2 separate regions of the Sus scrofa genome follow, and region 2 is linked to region 1. The links are chromatin contacts, called in public HiChIP or PLAC-seq maps. All regions are on one chromosome and are shown on one strand. The core of a region is the stretch at or near the end of the contact, and the rest is flanking DNA. Distances in the headings are between cores, read along the strand shown. Region 1 overlaps LOC102164818 (a long non-coding RNA gene). Region 2 overlaps LOC102164818 (a long non-coding RNA gene).

Region 1 (5,140 bases), core at 446-2,945:
ATTTATTTATTTGCTTTTGGGGGCCACACCCACAGCATTTAGAGGTTCCCAAGCTAGGGGTCAAATTGGAGCTACAGCTGCCAGCCTACAGCAAAGCCACAGCAACGCCAGATCTGAGCCACGTCTGCGACCTACACCACAGCTCATGGCAACGCTGGATCCTTAACCCACTGAGCAAGGCCAGGGATTGAACCTGAAACCTCATGGTTCCTAGTCGGATTCATTTCCACTGCACCACAACAGGAACTCCACAATAGAACATTTGGAAGCAGTAAAGTTGATGGAAGGTTAGAGAAATGGGTCTAGGGTTTAGCTTCCTTTCTTCTGAGGCCATGAAAAGATAGGCACACCCTCAAGATCAGAGAAAGGAAAACATGGAAGCAACAGGAATTCGAGCTGGAGTTTCACTGAGCTTCCTCTGTGGGGATGGACACACTCAGAAGGTCCACTCCACTGGATGTGCTTCATAGCTCTGAATCCAAACAAGAAGATTCTTTTCAAGGAATTCGAGCTATTTATAGATAGAATATACATATATGTAGCCATGCAGTGAAGTTAGAGGTCTCTGCCCTTGGACTTAAATGACCAAGGGTCAAATTCCAGGTCTGTCCTTTCCTAGCTGTCTAGCCCGTGATAAAACCTCTTACGTCTCACAACCTCAGTTTCTCTTCTGTAAAACAGGCTTGACAAGGAGTTCCCACTGTGGCACGGAGGGTTAAGAATCCGGCATAGATTGCACCTGTGGCTCGGATTCCATCCCTGGCCTGGGGACTTTCATACTGTGGGTGTGGCCAAAACAATTTTTTTTTTTAAAAGGCACTACAAGATTCCCAATTTCATAGGGGGCTAGTAAATCAAATGAGGCAAAGTAGTGAATATAAGCCCCAAATGGAAGCTTAGTTAAAAGTTTTCCACATTGTTCTACCTAATGGATTCATTTTAAATGAAGAAAGACAGAGTAGCCCCCTCTGATATGAGTTCCAGCTCCCCACTTGGGTTGGCACATGGAGATAGTTCAGAGCAACAGAGGTTTCCAGAGACTCTGGAGCCAGACTGTTGGGGTCTAAACCTGGCTTTGCCCTTTGCAAGCCGGGTGACCTTACTTAACCTCCGTTTGCCTCAGTTTTTTTTACCTGTAAAATGGGAGTAACGAGAGCACTTCCTTCTTAGAGTCCTTAAGAAGCATGGGGCTCCTGGGAACCCTGCCTGGCACATAGCCAGTGTTCAGAAAATGTCAGTTATTACAGTATTGTCATTATTATTATAACGTGCTGAGTGCTTTTCTTATGGCTGCATTTCAACTGTTTCACTGCCCCCGCCCCTGCTTCCCCCATAATCCAGCTGTGGGGCTGAAGGACCAGGTTCTGCAGGGCAGAAAGGCACTACTTAAGCGAGGAGAGAGCCTCGTCATCTTTCAGTGATGTCAGGAGGGCGCCTTATCAATAATTGAACAGTTTTTCCAGGAACCCAATCTAGAGAGTGCAGTGCCCTGGCTGCAGTAGGGCCAGGCTGGCTGAGGCTCCCAGAAGGCTCCAGGCACAGTGGGGACTGTTATCTGCTTGCTCCGTGGGCGGTGGGGTCTGGTTGCTGCTGCTGGAAGGACTCCTGCTGCGGGTGGGACTTGAGACTCAAGCCTCCCAGCAGGGCACTTGATCTTCCACCAGCCCCGCCCTCGCAGTCCTGTTCTAACAGCCCCAAAATAGAAGGTCTACTCTGCACCTGGCGTGCTTGAGCCCAGAGCCTGGAAGTCATTCTGAACACCTCCCCCTCCCTTGCGGCTCACTTTCAAGCCATCCGTGGGTCCTGATAATTTTGTTTTTAGGCGTGACCCAAATCTGCCCCCTTCTTCCATTTTTGTTACCATCACCCTAGTCCAGACATGCTGGGGCCCCCACAGCAGCATCTCACTGGCTTCCTTGATCCCCCGCCCCAACACCCTCAGCCCCCACTTCCCCCACCCCTGCCCGGGGCACACACACAGTAGCAGAGGCTAAGAGTGATTTTTCTAAAATGCAAATCATCTGGTCGTGTCACTTCCATGCCTAAAAGCTTCAGTGTCTCTGTGTTGCTCAGAGGAAACTATTCAGCCCCTCCCCTCCATGCGTCCTCAAGGCCTCTGGCTTCACCCCCAGCCCTTCTCGTCTTCATTCACGACCTTCCAGCTACACCACCCTTGTATCAATGCCTGTCACAGTGCCTTCACACCTCCAGGTCCTCCCCTGTCCTGTTCTCTCTTCCCTGTCTGCCTCCTACTTGTCATGCAGTTCTCAGATAACGTCACCTCCTCAGAGAAGCCCTCCCTGACCTCCAGCCTACGGCAATGACCCCTTTCACCCCTTCCTCCCTCCACTGCCCCTGCATATCTCCTCTGTGAGACTCCCGCCACCATGCCTGTGTCAACTTATCAGCTTCCTTATTTATTATTATTTTTTAATAGTTATTTCCCCAATACGATTTTTTCCCTACTGTACAGCATGGTGACCCAGTTACACATACATGTACACATTCTATTTTCGCACATTATCATGCTCCATCATAAGTGACCAGACATAGTTCCCGGTGCTACACAGAAGGATCTCCTTCCTCATCCATTCCAAAGGCAATAGTGTGTATCTATTAACTCCAAGCTCCCCGACCACCCTGCTCCCTCCCCCTCGGCAACCACAAGTCTATTCTGCAAGTCCATGAAGCAGCTTCCTTATTTAGTGTCTCTCTCCTCCACTGGAAGGTGAGCCCAAGAAACACAGATCCTGTCTGTCTTGCTCACAGCTGCATCCTCAGGACCTCCAGTAGCTCCTGATGCCTGGCAGGTGGGCAGCAAATATTTATTACACAAATGCATGGAAACTAGGAGGTTGGGTAGTGTTGTGGGGCGAGTGCTGATCTCGGAGTCTAGAGCTCTGAGTTTGAGTCCCAGCTCTGGGACCCGCTCCCTGTGTGTGATTAAGCCCGTCTTTGTGCCTCTCTGAAGCTATAGTAAAGTCAGGAGACCTGGTGTCTGGCCCAGGCTCCGCCACTTGCAGTCTGTGTGATTGGACAGCTCCCCTGATCTCTTTGAGCCTCCTCTTCTTCATCTGTCAAAGGGGGACTGTACGGTCTACCTCACGGGAGACTGGTCAAGATTCCTTGCACCAGTGTGTGTGGAATCTGTGCATGTAGACAGAGCCTGGTACATTCTGGGGGTGATGGGAGGGGAGCCCAGGGGCTGTCAAATCCTCCAGGCATTCTGCACCAAGTGGAGCAGGCAGATCCCGTGTTCATGTCATAGAAGCCACAGCCAGAAGGGTAAAAAGCAAACAATCAGCCCAAAGCCTATTGGAAGGCACCCACTTCAAAGGAGCCAAGCCAGAGCACCAACCCTAGAGTGTATGCTTCCTTCTTTAGGGAAGAAAAGCTCCCTCTGACTTCACCGAGTTTCCCTTTGGGAATGGGCTGCCAGGGAGCTCCGAGGGACCTTGAGTCCTCACCACAGGCTTCTCTCCTGCAGTGCGAGTATCCATTGTGCAAAATGGCCATAACCTGATAGATAATTTAATGGTATACAATTGGCTTTTCGGGGGCCCCTGAGGGAACCGCAAGGGTGAGAGGTGAATGGCTTTGAAGTTCTAACATTTGCTTACAGAGACTTCGTCATAACACTGGCTGGAGAAGACGATGAAGAGGATAAAAAAATACCTGAGATGCTTGGCCCCGATGTCAGGGCTGCTGGCTGTAAGCGGGGTAGCACGTGATCCAACACCACGGGAGTTGCTGACATTTAGGTTTTACGGCAGCTGTGAACTCCCAGCTACAGAAACACTTTTACTGCGGGGACTCCTGGAGGAAAAATTATTTTTGTTATTATGACTCTAAAGCTCCCTAGCCCAAATCCCCTTATTTTTTTCTGCCATCGAAACAATGTATTTTATAACCATGACCCAGAACTTGGGGTTGCGCTGCCATTAAAGCCAGAAATGGGCCAGCAATGCTCAGCAAAACTATTTTCACCTGCTTGCCAGAGTATTGTTTATGCTTTTGTTTTTGTTTTTTTTCATCTTTGGAAAAACATTAACGTGAGTAAGGCACTTAGCTCAGCACCTGGTATATAGGAAGCGCTCTGTAAACATTAGCTGTTATTGTTCCTACTCTTATTTTATCAACAGTGGTGTATCTGAACACCCTTTGTAGTAAACTATCTCAGATCCCTTTGGGGGAATGAAGTCAATGATAAAGAAATTCTAGGAGTGTAGGGTATGTTCTAAGCGTCTGGATGGAGTGAATTTATTTCCAGTGCCCTGTGACTCTATATCTGTCAGATAATGCCTGGCTGTCTCCTAAAGTGACCTAGATAAGATGCCCCAGATTGGATGCGAGGGGGAAACTTGTGTAAACTAGGCACAACCAGGCACCTCTGAATAATCTCATCACATTTAGACCTCATGGAGACCTTGAGAGGTGAGCCTTATTTTCCCTAACTGAATAGAGAAACCGGGTCTCAGTACCAGTCAGTAACTCCAGAGGAATGGAGCTAGAACGTGGTCAGGCTGGATTTGAACCCAGATCTTTATGACTCTAAGGATTGCAACCCTCTACTCTCTGGAATTGGTTCTTAGGCTTCGGCCACTTCCTTAGGAGCCTGCAGCAAGTTGGAGCTTGCAAAGTTTGCATTCGTTTAAAAAGTGGCTTCCCAAGTTGCGATTTGTTTTTTTAGTGTTCATTCCCCACATTGCAGGCTGCCCTGCTCCAGACCTCCGACTTCTCTTAGTTGGTCAAACCTCTCATCTGTAATCCAACCCACGATCCTAGCAGAATCCAGTCAAAATAAGTTATCTGTTGTCAGGGCTGCTTAAATATTTCATGGTGGCCTGGATCGGGGTAGAGGGCAGATCTCTCTGCCCTGGGGACCAGTGAGCAGCTGATAGATCAGCTGCAGGCACCAGATGTCCAGGAGCTAGGGAGATGGCCCATTAGACAAGGCAAGCAGACGGAGGATGCTTCAGGTTAAGCATCTTTTTTTTTTTTTCTTTTACTTTTTACAGCCGCACCTGAACCATAAGGAAGTTGCCAGGCTAGAGGCTGAATTGGAATTGCAGCTGCTAGCCTATGCCACAGCCACAGCAATGCCGGATCTGAGCTGCATCTGTGGCCTACGCCGCAGCTT
Region 2 (4,604 bases), core at 1,972-4,471, 160 kb after region 1:
TGACCAGACACCTAGTTTGTGTTCCCAAGGTCAGACATTAAGCTGGAAGAGAACTTAGAGGTTATCTTTATCACAGTCAGAAAACCATTAAAAAAAAAAAAAAAAAGATCTTTCATTACTTCTGATTACTTCAAAAGGTGTGAATCATTTGCAGCCAAAGGCAACTCCCTGGTAAAATGAGCTCAGGAATCAGACCACTCCTGACTGCCAGGAAGATGCTAAATAGAACCAATTTAACAGTCGAGAGACCAAGAAGAAATTCCTGCCTTTTGGAAGACCAAGAGACATTTCAGCAAAAATAGAAAGTGATTGAACAGATTGAATGGTGGAAAGTCAGGAAAGAGTACCACATTTTCCAACTAAAAATGACATTGCAATTGTATTCAGATCTCCAGCCCTCAGGCAAGGTAACCCCATCCCCAGCTCAAGACCAAATCTCAGTTGTCCAGGCCAAAGATGCAGTCCCATTCTTCTGACAATAAGAAGTATGAAACTAGATGTGATACAATTCTGACCACAGTCCTGCTGCAGGATTCTGAGGAAAGTTTGCTCAGTCTTAAAATGAGAAACACAGAGAAATTCAGTCTCTTTTTGCCTCTGGCTCAATTTGTTGCACTTGTATGATGACAGGGTTGTGGCAGCCACCTTGGCACCATAAGAGAAGCACCCTAAGGCCAGACTGACAGGCCTAGAATGCTGGAGCAGTGAGATGGAAGGACACTGGATGCTTGAAAACATGAAGAACCAGGGAGTCAACAGCCCTTAAGACACCTGAATCATAGATCTTCCTTTGTTTAGACCATTTTGAGTTGAAGTTCCTGTTATCTGCCCTCCAAAGCATCCTAAGCATCCTGGTACATGAAATCAACTCCCATTTCCTCCTAGAGATTTAAACAGGCCTAGTCAAAGCACCAGGCCTTTCCCATCTCCCAGGCATTGCACTCCCACTCTCCTAGTTGTGTAAAAACAGAGCAGACCCTTATAGCCAAAGGCAGCTGGGAAAGCGCTACCATTACCAAAATGTATTCCTGGTATCTGAATTCTGAGTGAGGCATGGTTCTCTTTACATAGGCAAAAGGTCCTGGGATGGGATAAGTTCCCTAATTGTGAAGGAACTAATCATATCTCTTTGTTCTTCTAAGAAATGTGGGCAGTGTGTATTACCAGAGAAGCAGACACCAGGAGAGGAGTAAGAAAGTACCGAGGTTTTATTAAAGGAAATGCCCATGAGTTTAAACAGGGGGAAGAAGCAAGGACTCAGACAGCAGTCAGACCACAATGCACTCTGACCCTGAGTGAGGGAGAGAGGGAAGATTGAGTGGAGGTGTCCTAGACTGTCGGGCGAGCGCAATGGTTTGGCAGGGCTGTTCTTGAGCCAAAGTCTACAGATAGAGGAGTTCTGGTCTGCCAGGGATGGCTCCTTTCAATTTCCTGCCATACAGATGTGGCAGGGCTCCTTGGTGTGAGTTGAGGGCCGCAAGGGGCATTCCATGGCTGTCACAGGCAGCTGGGGGAAAATGGGCTCCTGGGGTGGAGAGAAGGAGACATGGGGGTCCAGCCAGGTCTCTCACAAAGTCTGTGTGAGAGTCACTGGCCCTGCTCCACCCAGGCACTCAGCCAATCTCTTTCGCTCAAGTCAGTTCAGTCCACCTACGTCCCCTGGGTTGTTGTTACTGTTGTGGGAACTTGAGGGCATGGTGTGGTGCGGGCCAGAGTGGCATGAGAGGAAGCTGGGCTCACGGGGTCCAGGAATCACAAGCGCCTGGGTGTTGGTGTCACTCTGGATTCTCATGGACCAATGCATTTTGGGGCAGTTCGAGGCCACGCACCCATGAATTCCAGCTGACCTCTGAGTTCCTCATCACAGTGGAAGGATGTAAGCTCAGCTGCTACATCAGAGATGCAGAACACAGTGGCTTAAAGGAGACAGCTATTGATATGGCCTCCCACAGCAGGTGCAAGGTGGGAAGTGGGGCCCAGGCTCCTGTGCTCTCATTGCTCTGCCCTCCCTGGAGTGCTGCAGAATCATACTGTCGGCAGCGTCATATTGATGGAATAATGCCTTGGCAGCACATGTACATGCCAGGCCCTGTTCTAAATACTTCATGGCTATGAATCCTTTAACCTACATCCAATGGGGTAGATAGCATTATCTCTGTTTTACAGACAGCAAGGCAGAGAGGTTGCATCACCAGATCCACCATCTGCAGTCTTGGCAACTACGCCTGTCAGCCAGATGGGAGGGGTGAGGCGGAAGCAGTCCATGCCTTCCTTCTCTGAAGGGCACAAGACAGACACCCTTAATCAGATGGCCACCCTTGGCTGCAAGGAAGGCTGGGAAATGTAGTCTTTGGCTGGGCAGGTGTGTGCAATATAGCCAGTGAAATTTCTACTCCTCTACCTGGAATGGCTCTCCCAATCTTTCTGCCATGATTTAAGCTCCTATTACCATCACCCAAGACTCAGTTCACCTTCACCAGGAAGACACTCGTACCCTCACCCTGGCTAGGTTAATGCCAGTCCCCACCCAGGCTCCCATAATCTTCTTGGATTTCTTCTATTTCACCTCTTATCCTATGTTATTATAAGATCCTCCCTGGGCCTAACAGGCCTACAGACATAGTTTATTTGTCCCACATAATGTTTTTTAAATCACACAAAAAGTTCCAAATATATATTTTCTCCTTTAAAATTATAAAGCACAGCCATCCTGGGCAGTAATTCCTGTGTAGGAACAGTCACCTGGGGCTGAGTAGCTCCCTAATCCTTGCACAGAGGACACAGGACTTTTCACAGAGACCCCACCACTCCCTATTGTCTCACACCCTGTCTGCTTCATTTATTTACGTTGCCAGCCTGGCCCCTGCAGGAAGGAGGGGTTGCAACCTCCTGGACCATGGGTTTCTTTTTGGGGCAAAACGCCTTTCATCTGGGTGTGCCTTGCACTTGGCTTACCGCACGTGCTCAAACGTGCTTGTCAAGCATGTGAACAGATCTACGGAAACATTCAGAATTAAATTGCATTGCGGCACCAGCTTACACTCCACCCACCCCTCACCCCACAGGATCTATATTTAAATGTCTCCGCAAAATCGGAGCCTGCGAGCCACTTCACACTGGAGGTCCTTCCTAAACGTCAGAAATGCAGCAGCTTGGCCAGCCTCCTGCTCCAGCCTATTAATAGCCAGGCTGCCTCTGGTTGTGTTTCCTGGGCAGCCACATTGTTCCTAGCAGCTGAGAAGCAAAGGCGACCTTCTAAGTCCGACTGCTCCCTCCTGCCTTGACCAGCCCTCCCTGGCGCCCTTCCTCACATCTCTTTCTCCACACAGCATCCCCACTGTCTATCTTGCAGGATGGGTTTTGTATTTATTTTTTGCCAGCACTAATCAGAGTGGTGGGGATGGGAAACAAGAGCCCCGGCCCACGTGAAAGTGCTTTACTGGGGTCTCCAGGGAGACTCCTGGGCTGCTCGCAGCGCCAGAGGTCACTGTCACCTTGGCCTTGAGGTGGCCTGTTTACCAAAGTGAAATGAAGATATCAGTCAGATGTCAGGGAAATGTTGGTGGCAGGCGCCGGGCAGGGAGCCGGGGCGGGATTGGCTGGGCCGGGCCACCCCTTCCTTCCCAGTTCCGCAGCACAAAGACCTCAATGACTTAGCAACTCAGATAAGAGGTCAACAGGCAAATGTCAGGTCCCTGATTGAATGCTCCCCTCAGCCTGGTTGCAGAGCCTTCCAGGCTGCCTCTCTCCCTTTTCCACATCCCTTCCCACATCTATTCAACTGGAGGAAGCGTAAGTGTTTGTTTGAAACCCTGGCCCACCCTTTCCCTATCTCTGGCAGGAAAGAAAGCCCTGTCCCTTGGGGTCCCAAGGTCTGGAAGCACAATGAGAACTGTCAGCATTATCTTCCAGCCGTGGATGGGAAAATCGGGGTGGCGACCACGGCTCATCACTTAGGAGGCTGGATGGCACTGGATTCTGTGGCAGAAAAGGACAGGAAACAGCGGAGCCCTGTTTGTGGCTGTGTAATAGATAAGCACAGCCGTGCAGCCTCCCCTCGCTGGGCCTCATTAAGAAGTCACTACCCGAAACAGGACCCCGATGTCAGGAGCCCCAAGATGAAACAGGCCTATTAGGTCTGTCTCCCAGGGGAGCAGCTCCTTTTCACATTCCTGCTATTGCTTCTCCGCCCTGGGTTAACATCCAAGATGAGCGGCCCCTGCTCGGCGTGGGGGAGCCAGGCTTCACCTCTGCTAGAGTTGGCTAGCACCCCATCACCTTCAGGCAGCCCCCTTTCACCCTCCCAACTTCGGCAGGCTCCTCCTTTGAGCTCTGTCCTGAGAAGCTCAAGAGTGACTCTGTCTGTATTCATCACCCAGGTTTTTCTGCAAACTCTTCTTGCTCCCCCATCAGGCGACCTGCTTCCATCCTTCTCTGAGCTTTCTCCTCCAGCCCTGCTTTCCTCAGGCTAAACCATCCCTCCTCCCGGGAGCCCTGCCCTGCTACTCTCTGAAGCTAGACCACTCTCTCGTCTGTTGATGTCAATTCAGGGTAAAACATCAGGAAAATGATGATCTCTTCCACGTTTCCAGGATCAAGTTTAA

The links. HiChIP or PLAC-seq counts read pairs in DNA pulled down with a chosen protein or histone mark.
Region 2: an H3K27ac HiChIP or PLAC-seq map of skeletal muscle shows a contact between it and region 1. The contact joins two enhancer-like sites. A contact is called at or near these places in 2 of 47 Hi-C or Micro-C datasets (fetal heart ventricle and liver) and 2 of 2 datasets of contacts at active chromatin or transcription factors (alveolar macrophages and skeletal muscle).

Annotation. Positions count from the first base shown.
Region 1 is chr16:50,524,221-50,529,360 of Sscrofa11.1, forward strand. It overlaps LOC102164818 (a long non-coding RNA gene), which reads right to left. Exons shown (of 11, transcript XR_002339638.1): 9 at 3,676-3,816. Among named protein-coding and RNA genes, the nearest start is that of CPEB4, 28 kb to the left of the region's middle. Within about 2 kb of position 1,696, at least 8 of the 83 cell types and tissues checked have an H3K27ac peak or open chromatin away from gene starts, as enhancers often do. A contact at or near this core is called in skeletal muscle, where this site is marked.
Region 2 is chr16:50,681,825-50,686,428 of Sscrofa11.1, forward strand. The region is part of intron 3 of LOC102164818 (a long non-coding RNA gene); the gene reads right to left. Among named protein-coding and RNA genes, the nearest start is that of BOD1, 50 kb to the right of the region's middle. Within about 2 kb of position 3,222, at least 21 of the 83 cell types and tissues checked have an H3K27ac peak or open chromatin away from gene starts, as enhancers often do. A contact at or near this core is called in skeletal muscle, where this site is marked.